2 separate regions of the Macaca mulatta genome follow, and region 2 is linked to region 1. A link is a contact called in public Hi-C data. All regions are on one chromosome and are shown on one strand. The core of a region is the stretch at or near the end of the contact, and the rest is flanking DNA. Distances in the headings are between cores, read along the strand shown. Region 1 holds the start of SCG3 (secretogranin III). Region 2 holds the start of TMOD2 (tropomodulin 2).

What was found. Hi-C and Micro-C count contacts between places; a contact is called where the count stands out from the background.
Region 2: a contact with region 1 is called in a Hi-C map of fetal cortical plate, with 1.5 times the contacts expected there. The contact joins the promoter of TMOD2 here to the promoter of SCG3 in region 1. A contact is called at or near these places in 2 of 14 Hi-C or Micro-C datasets (fetal cortical plate and liver).

The regions. Positions count from the first base shown.
Region 1 is chr7:28,979,979-28,984,902 of T2T-MMU8v2.0, reverse strand. It overlaps SCG3 (secretogranin III), which reads right to left and starts at 1,649. Exons shown (of 12, transcript NM_001260692.1): 1 at 1,256-1,649; 2 at 526-578; 3 at 1-17. The coding sequence starts at 1,337.
Region 2 is chr7:29,049,968-29,054,989 of T2T-MMU8v2.0, reverse strand. It overlaps TMOD2 (tropomodulin 2), which reads right to left and starts at 2,862. Exons shown (of 10, transcript NM_001260806.1): 1 at 2,753-2,862. It overlaps LYSMD2 (LysM domain containing 2), which reads left to right and starts at 2,995. Exons shown (of 3, transcript XM_028850923.2): 1 at 2,995-3,194.

The DNA.
Region 1 (4,924 bases), core at 400-2,899:
GCTTCTGCTTCAGCAATCTGTGAACAAACAGGAGATAGACCTGGTTTAAAATCATTGCTCCACCACTTACCAAGTATGAGAGCCAAATGATTTACTCTCCATGGGATTTAATTTTCTTGTTTGTAAAATGTGGATAATTCCTATTTCAGTGCACTGTTATAATTATTAAATGAGATAAAATTAAGGGCAGATGCTCAGTAAGTGTTAATTCCTTTCTCCTATAATATTGGTGAAAGAGAAATCTCTGGTAAATTAGGCAATCTTACAACAGAGTGGATGTGATACTGAGCTTACTGGGTTATTATATAGCTACTCTATGTATTCAATATACAGAACTCAATATAAATAACTGCTAGGGCACAGAATTTACCAAAACTAGATTTCCCATCCTAATTGCTGTCAATTAACTATTAAGTTCCTGGTGTTTGTAAATTCAAAATGACCAAAATGTCACAGCATAATTACATTAAATAATAATAACTAAATCAAAATGAAATAGCATTCATAATGTTACTTTTGACCTACCTGTTCATTCAAAGGTCTTTCTGCACTTAATTCTCTATTATGTAGAGATTTGTCTAGAATAAACACACGTGAATATAAATTTAATTGTGCATTGAAAGACAAAATATGCCTCTTATTAAATAAAATCTTTATAAAAAGGAAAAACAAACATTAGGAGAAATAATTTTTGGATGACTATGAAACAAATACTAACAAAGATTATCAAGATTATACAATAACAGTAATTATCAATATTGCCTTGTTTATTATCTTGGTGTATCTCCTGAGCTGACAGAATCACACTTTTTTTTTCTGATCAGAAATTTAACATATAGTTCTAACACTAGGGTTACCAGCTCTTCTCAACTAGAGAGAGCATAATTTGGATTGGTATTATTGGCACACTAAAAGCTCTTTCATCATATACTGCCTATATAATGAACAGACTATCTGAGAAAGGTTGTAAGGCAACTAGGAAAAAATCCGAGCCACTTTAGGTGAAAAAGATTCCCTTCCCTTTTCAAAATAAGATCTTTAAAAACAATCCATATTACTGCTCTATCATTTTAAAACTGAAGAAAAAAATCTGTCTTATGTCTCTAAATTCGAACTGATTTCTCTGTCCGTATTCATGTATATGATTTGATCAGAAAACGAGGCAGGGTGATTTACAGCTCATGTTATTATACCAAACTTTACCTTTTGGTGGCGAAATAAAAGGAAGGTAGGAAGAAGAAAAGTGCTCACATACCTTGGCTGCCTCCAGGTTTGGGGAAAGCTTGAATCGGGAGCGCTAACACCAGAATCCAAGTGCCGGTCCCGAGGAACCCCATTCTTCCACGCTCGGCTTGGGTCACAGCCCGGCGCTGGGCTCCTGGAGCTGTAGCTTTTGTTATGAATGAAAAAGGAGGAGTAAAAACAGGAAGAGCCAGGAGGGCGGGTGTGGGGCGGGAGAGGGGCCGGGACTGGGCGGCCGCGGGATCTCTGACACTCGGGGGTCAATGGATTAGCAGGGTTGGGACACGCGGGAGTCACGTCTCCAGGTGGAGGGGAGCGCTGTCCGCCCCGTGGGTGCTGAAGTTCCTGTGACGCGGAGACGGCCGCGCCAGGGCGTAGCTTTACTCTCGCTCCCTCCTGGAGAGGAAGTGAGGGAGGAAGCGCATGCTCCATGAACGCCAGAGGCGGGAGGGGATGGCGTCAGTGACTCCAACGCTACTCCAATCCCCCGGGAATGGAACAAAGGAGGAGCGACCGGCCAGCTGGCGTATTTTCTGTGCTGCAGTCCTAGGGTGCTCCTGGGCTCAGGGTCAGCTGGCTTGCCCTAAGCGTGACAGAATTGTCCTAACCTCCCAAGTAAACGTTACCTCAAGGGCCAAATGCCTTCTTTGCGTGTACACCTGTCAAGGAGATTTAGATAACCTTGTGCGAGGAGTTCTGCTTTGCGATTCTTCTTTCGGGATATCTGTTCCAGAATCCCTTCGTTCCATTCACCTCGTGTACCCAAAAGGTAGATATAATTCTAATCTCTTTAGAAAAGTCCTGCCTTTTGTGGTCTGTGTTGACGTATCAAGCATCCCTCAGCTCTACCGAGTCTTTTGAATTGGGAAATTCAAGGAGCAGTCTTCCAAATAGTCAGATTGCTGCAACACACTCTCACTCTCTGATGCTGAAACACAACAACAACAAAAACAATTTTTTGCCTATTCCCCTAAGAATGAATGTCTCCATCAGTCCTGAGTAGATGAGCAGCAATGGCAAATTCTCCTTTCCCCACCAAGTGGAAACTCCCCCACTTTACACACACACCACAAAACTAAATTAGAAAAAAAGAAGCTGCATTTCTGTAAAATCTTGCCCAGAATTTAATTATGCCCAAAGACCTGGCTGTTTCAGGGGTCCTTCAAGAGAGCGGATAGTCATGAAAAGCATTTTTCTTCTTTACTAAGTTAAGGAGGTGCTTCCTATGTTCTAAGAATACTCCCAGAAGCCTAAGGTTATTGCATACAAGGAACTATCAAAAGACTTTAAATAATGAAAACAAGCAACATTAATGTGAGCAGGGTGCTGAGTAAGCTCTTTAGTCTGATTTTTAAACAGAACTTGGACCTTTTCCTCTGGACTGCGGCATGCTGGGAACCAGTCTGAATAATGACCAAAGAGAAGGATTCAGCACAATCAGGCCTTTGATTTCTGCACCCTCCTTTTCAAGGAGGAAGTTATTCAAGTACCTAAAAACAAACAAACAACCAAGCTGACAAACAAATCTCCCTCGCTCTGGAGGTTTTTGAGTTTGGAAGTCACTCAAATACTTCCTTTCAGGATCTAAAGAGTACTTCTAAATCTAACAGCTCCTCCAAAACAAAAAAGCTCTTTCTTGGCAGTGATAGCACAGCATTATTATCCCATTATACTGCATTAAAAAATTAAGTCATATTTTTAAATCCCAGCTGAATGAAGGGTACATTTCCTTAGTTTCCTTTTCTTTAAGATGGAAATGACAGGCTCTGTTTACCTCACACTCTTATTATGAAGATCAAATGGGTACATGTTTTGAACTAGTCATTTTGATATCAAGAATATTTTGATACAGCCTAAGAAAATAAGTCATGAAATGTTTTCAGCTTTTACGAAACATTACCCAATGTTATCTGAAATAGCCATTCACTGATCCTGAGACTCACTGACCTAATCCCTCAGTTTCACTTTGTCCTTTGTCCCATTTCTGACTCACTTGTCTCCTCAATATATGTTTGCAATTGGGAGACACTCAGGATGGAATGAAGGTCAGGGATATCTGTTGAGTACATTGCATTGCTTGCCTGAAAGAAAAAGGGTATTTTATCTCTCTCTGCCATTTGGATTTAAAGTGATTATGTTAAATGGACACTAAATCTAGGATCATGTTATGTTTCTGATCAAATGATTGGTGGAGCATTGAGTAAACCATAGGCATGAATTAGTTTACATTATTCAGCCTTACGGATGATCCCACTGGACTTGGTATAGATCTGTGAATGGAGTAATCTTAAATTGTATTTATTCATCAATTCGCTTAACAGGTGTTTATTGAGCATCTAAAATGTACCAGGTATTGAGATAGTTGCTGGGTGTACAAAGACAAGTAAGACACTAGTCACTGCTATATCACTATAGCCTAGTAGAGAGAAAGGATTGTGAATATAACAACAACTAGTTGGTGAACAGGTTTCACATGCAACACACTATTCTTATTTAAATATAAGTGAATGAATAAGCACAAAACTGTGTTAAGTGTCCTTTTTGTATGTGCAAAGTTCAAGTAGAGTCTGTCCAAATAGTGGAATGAATGGTCAGGAAAGATTTCAAAGAGAAGACAGCCCTTTTATTAATAATAAAAAGATTAAAATATTTGATTCTTATGTGTGAGCACACTATAAACATGGAATATGAAAATATATGTTGAAATTACAAGACAAATAGCATTGACACAGATCAGATAATTATTAAATTGACAATGTACAATGCACAGTGAGTTTCTCAATGCTGCTTGTTCATTTGTCCACACAAATGGAACAATTGTGGTGTGCTCATTCACTAGTGGAGAATATGATTTTTGGGCTAAGTCTTGAAGATACAGACATTTGTAGGATGTTTTCATTTATTACAGAAAAAATATATTAATTATTATTGTATTTTTGTAGAAAATTTCAAGCACAAAAGTAGAGGAAATAGTGAAATAAGCATGCATGAATCCACTACCCAACCTAAATTATCATTAACTCTGACCATTATTTTTATTCTATATTTCCATCTACTTCATACCCCCAGTGAATTATTTACTTATTTAAAACCCCAGACATCATCACAAGATCAAGAGATCAACACCATCCTGGCCAACATGGTGAAACCCCGTCTCTACTAAAAATACAAAAATTAGCTGGATGTGGTGGCGGGCGCCTGCAGTCTCAGCTACTTGGGAAGCTGAGGCAGGAAAATCACTTGAACCCAGGAGGCGGAGATTGCAGTGAGCCGAGATGGCACCACTGCACTCCAGTCTGGCAACAGAGAGAGTCTCCATCAAACAAACAACAAACAAACAAACAGAAAACCCCGGACTTCATATCATTTCATCCATAAGTATGTCAAAGTATGTCAGTATATTTATGTAAAAGATAAGGATTTTTTTTCTAACATTACTGCAATGCTTTTAACATACCTCCTCCTCATTACAATAATACCATAGTATCATCAAATATCCAGTCAGATTCAAATTTCCCCCACTTGCCTCATACTGTAAATATTTTCACAGTTGGTTTACTTGAACCAGGATCCAAAGGTCATGCTTTGCATTTGGTTGACATGTGAGAGACCCATATGAGTAAGAATGGAAAGGCAGATGTTGCAAGGTTTTCTTTGACTTCCTAGATGAGATCATTGCTTC
Region 2 (5,022 bases), core at 1,613-4,112, 69 kb before region 1:
CAAAATAGGATGGCAATTCATAAAAGCAGAAATAGGAAGAAATCACAGCTTTAAGGAAGGTTGTGCTGAAACATGTGACCAAGGCCAAGGAACTCAAAATGGCTTTGGGAGTAAAGGTGGCTATCTCAGTCCATGGAAGAGCCAGAGCAGAAGAGCGCGTCCCATTTTACACAACCACGAAGCCTTAAAGTTATGTAGAATTGACTTTTTGGTGTACTGAAAATAAAAATGGTTCATAGTATACAACAAAGGACTAAGCAGGATAATTTATAGGAAGAAAGATGGGAAATTTAGGTTGAAAAAGTAGACAGATCAAACTGTTATGATCCATTAAAACCAGAAACTGAAATTTGAATTCTAATCTGTAGGTAATGGGAAGCACAAATACTTACAACTTACACATTTAATCATATGTCCTGATCTATCACTCAAAAATGCATTAAAGGCAGTTTCTCAAAGTTGGTTCCATGTAATGACAGTCCCTCAAGATATTTTTCATTTTTTATTTTTGCACGCAGTTTGGGAAACATTACAACATTACATATCCCATCCTATGGACATTCCCACCCCATTTACATCCCCATATACAATGATCATTAACCCATGAAAGGCTCCGAAAGTCAAGAATAAACCAACTTTTCCAGCTTTGCTCAGTGTTTTCCACATCTGGCTAGGCACTTTCTTTTTCTTATAACCCATTAACATTCTACATATTTTGGGGAATACTGATTGAGAGATTCACAGATACACACAGACATTCATGCAAGTAAATATGTATACTTTAAATTAATATTTTCATGTACACATATACACATACAATCCAGGAAAAGCAAAAATATCTTTGCAGCAAGGGATTTGCACCCTACCTAGCTGTCACTATCTCCACATTGTCTTTTACAGCTTTTTTTTCTCGTCTAGGATTCAAAGTTCATACATCCCAGTTCACTGTTGTATCACTTGAGTATTTAATCTACAATAGTTGCCCCCCATTTGCTCTGCTCCATCCCCAAGTCTTTTGGTAGGAACACTACAGAGGTGAAATTATGCCTCCTTATTGCTTCACGACGGGAGACTCACAGTAGATGCTGCTAAACTTGGTCATTTAGTTCCAGTGGTAACCTCCTAATTTCTCCATTGTAAGGACAAATTTTCCCAGAGTAACCTGTGGTGAGATACTTTAAAATAATATGAAAATCCTATTCCCCAACTACCTTTCACTCAAAGGTTTTGGACCAGTTGGTAAGTCCTTGCCTTATTCAACTGTCATGTTAGGGTTTGCAGAGCGCCAAATTTCTGATTTTCTCATTCCTTCTGTTGTGTATTTCTTTTTCAAACAATGATCCATCCGTATGCATCTTCTCTTTAATGTATATATACACTCTGGTTACTTCTTGTTGGGGCTTCCTCCCCCACCACCATGCTGACCACATTTGACCACTCATGCCCAGCCCTAGGGAGCCACTAACCCTTTATCTGCTGATCCCATCACTTCACCTTCAGCAAATTAAAGACAAAAACAAAAACAAACCCCATCACTTTGTTGCCCACCAATGTACAGTTCCTTATAAAAATTAAAATGATTGCAATGCATATTTACTGGGTTAGACTGAAGAGAGTAGACAGAGAAAATCAGTTTTCTCTTAAAAAAATCAGATTGCTGAAGCTCTGAAAAATCTTTCCTCCTCACTAGGGCAGAGGCGCTTGTTGTCACAATCAGGCTTTCTGTAGTGCTGTTTGAAACAGAAACACTCTCATCTTCTCAGTTCCCTGAGAGGGGAGAATCTTGGAAGAAGAGAGGTTTACAAATCATTTAGCCCAAACGCCCCACTTTATAGGCAGAGGCCCAGAGAGGTGGAGAGACTTGCCCAGGTCTCTCAGCTCCTGAATGGTCGAGCTAATAGGAGAACCTGGTTTTTGAAACACCTCCCCCGATATTCTTTTCATTCCCTTCCCAAATGCCTCGTGATTCAGATATGTAATGGGCACAGACGAAGCTTCAGAAAGCACGGCCTCCTTCACCGCTAATTTGCATTGTGACGGCATCACCTTCCTACCTCTGAATATTCTAAAAATTCCCATTAGGAGCCTTTTATTATTGTTTTAAAAATTCACCTTCATTTTCGCAGGCCAACAGGGAAAATTTAGGAAGCCTCAATGGAGCACATACTACCATTACTTTAACCAGAAAAGTAATAACAATAATAATAAGGTTCTCGAGGATCCGCACGAGGCCGCTTTCTGGGAGGCTGAAACGCCCTGCGAGTGACAGCTCCAGCGATCTCAGGAAAGACGCCGGCCAGTCCACCCCTCCCCATCGCCTGCTGAACGAGGCAGGGAGATGCATACCGCTCCAGGAGCTCATCAAACATGCACAGGAAGGGGGAAAGTGGGGGAACAAAGCCCGGCGTGGAAGAACACAGCCCCGCAGCCCGGGAGGACAGGAGACCGCGCCCTCCACGCCGCGGCCCAGCGAGCTGCAGAGGCTGCGGCACCGCAGTGCGGGGCGCGGGACCCACACCCCGGCGGGCGCCTGCCGTCCGGGCGCAGCGCCTGGTCTCCCAGAGCAGCCGACCAGGCCGGGAGGCGAGAGGCGAGAGGCGGCCCGGCTCTGCCCGCCCGCCCGGCCGAGCGCCCATGCCGCGGAGCATCCTCCCGCGGGCAGGGAGGGCGCGGCGGCCACAGCGCTGCGGGCCCGGGGGCTGCAGACAGCGGCCGGCCAGAGCAGGCCCCACCCGCCCCCCGGCGCGCTCACCCGTCCGTGCACTCATCCCGGAGCCGGCGGTGCGGGCAGTCAGTCCGTCAGCCCCGGAGGAGCGGGGCCGGGAGAGCAGGGGCGGCGCCGTGGCCGGGGCGAGAGCGGCGATCAACAGGCGGCTCCCGGCCGGGCGCGGCGCCGGGGCGCGCGGCTGCAGCGGAGCAGGCTGGGAAGCGTAGTTCCCGGCAGCGCCTCGCTGCGGCCCCGCTGTCCCCCAGCCCCGCCCTTCCTCGACAGGTGTCCCCTCCCCGAATCGGGGTCTGAACCCCGCCACAGCTCTGCAGGGGAGGAAGCACCTGGGTCGGGGGGAAGCCTGGGCAGGCTCTTTGGAGACGCTTGGGGCTCCGGAGAGCGTGGGTGGCAACGGCTTTCAAGCTTGTGAGGAGCATTCTCGTAAGCGAGCATCCTGACACGGAAGCCGCGTTGAGAGCGGGCTCAGGTACAGACCCCGCCCGCCCCAGGTTTTTCCGGCTGGGCAGAGGCGTGGGAGGGGAGAGTAGTTGGCCAGCCTAGGGATGGAGAGAGGTGAGCGAGGTGAAGGTTAGCAAGGCTCTAGGGTGATGGCGTGAGGGGCTGGAGAGCCCACGCGCAGTGGTGGCTTCACTGAGGTGAGACCAGACGACGTAGCCTGTCTGAGTCTTCGCGTCCTCATCTGTAAAACAGGCTTAAAGCTTGAAAAAGTGTTGTGAGGATTAAGCGACCCATAGCACTTAGGGTCTGGCACTTAGTGCATACTCAGTGAAAGTTCCTTCCTTGGGGGTTGTGAGGGAGTTCTTGGGCCGGGAAAGTCCTATATGTCGTGCTAACCTAAAGATAGTTGGACCTCGTTGGGCTGGGTAAATGTTAAAATCCACTGGGTTTGTTAGTCGTTGAGCCGGTTCACTTCATCCCTGAATATACCCTAAGATATTCTCTCTGTCAGATTCTTGAGAGCTCCAAAGATAGAGAAAATAAAGTCAAGTTTCTGAAGCATGACAGTAGAGTGGGATGACAAAGGACAAAGACCAACATTATGAAAATACATGGCATCTAGATTTACCTTCCAGAGGCCTTTTCTAATTAGATGTGGTCTCTCTCTCCTTCTTGAACTTTTGCAGCTTATTTTGAGCGTAACCTTTGCCTATGGGACTTGTCTTGACAGTTTAAGGTTGGTTGAGTTTTGCAAGTTGCTACTATGCAGTGTTTCACATGATGGTGGGATTTGCATTCAGAGATGTGGTGGAGGAAAATGAACCAAAGGGATGGATGCAGCATGGCTGTTGTAATCTCTGTATGAAATTTTAGGCAAAATGTGAAAAGAGGTGAAACAGCTTTATAGTCCGTCTGGCACGAGGTGTGCAGTAATCGTGTGGCCAAAAAAAAAGTGCTGCAGAGGAAATTCCATATCTGAAAATGATAACACTGCTTTGCATTTATGAAAATACTTTCCTATTCGTGTTCTTATTTTATTTTTATGAGAACTCTTGTGAGACAGGCAGAGTGAGGGTATTTTTCCCCAATGATAGTTAATAAGAGGCAGAGAGAGGTGATGTGACTTATTCAAGGTTACAGAGGTGGTCAGTAAGCCTATCTTCTCTCCTTCCCCTGTGGGCACCCCCAGCACTGTCTCCCCTTTGCACATTTCAAAATAGGGCCATACCTTCCCCAGCAGATGGGTTGAACCAGAAAGTAAAGTTAGTTCTCTAAAACTCTGGAAACTAGCATGATGAGCACTGGCACGCAGTAGCTGCTGACTGAGAGACCAGTGTCGTTTCTACGAACAATTGTGGTAATGGACTATGCCCTGGGCCTCCTGTCAGAATGACAAATCTGAGCCAGAAAGAGTTAAAGGAAATGGGGGTGTGACCAAATTACCCTAAGTCATGTTCCCAAGTTTTCCTGTACATTTGTTATTCCGAATGTCCTGTGTAACCGACGGGATGCCTTTGACTTTTTTATGTTGTGCATTTGTTACCGTCATAGCCTTCTGTTAAATAAGAACAGGACTGCTTAAGGCTCGAACCAGCAGTTTTCCCAGAGAAAGCTGATAGTAGGCATAAGCTGAAAATAATAAAGCAATTTCATTCATATTGGAAGAAAGAGTAGCAACGGTGCTCAGTAGTGTACGGTATTTCTCTTTGGTTTCCTGTGGTTCCTCACAAGGAAAATGGCTGCATATGATAAAATGAATAGATTATTCCTGCAGAAACCAGCCATGAAAGGAAGCAGACAGGTGAATGATTTCAGTTATAGTCATATTTGGCAGGCGAAGCAGAGATACAAGAGCT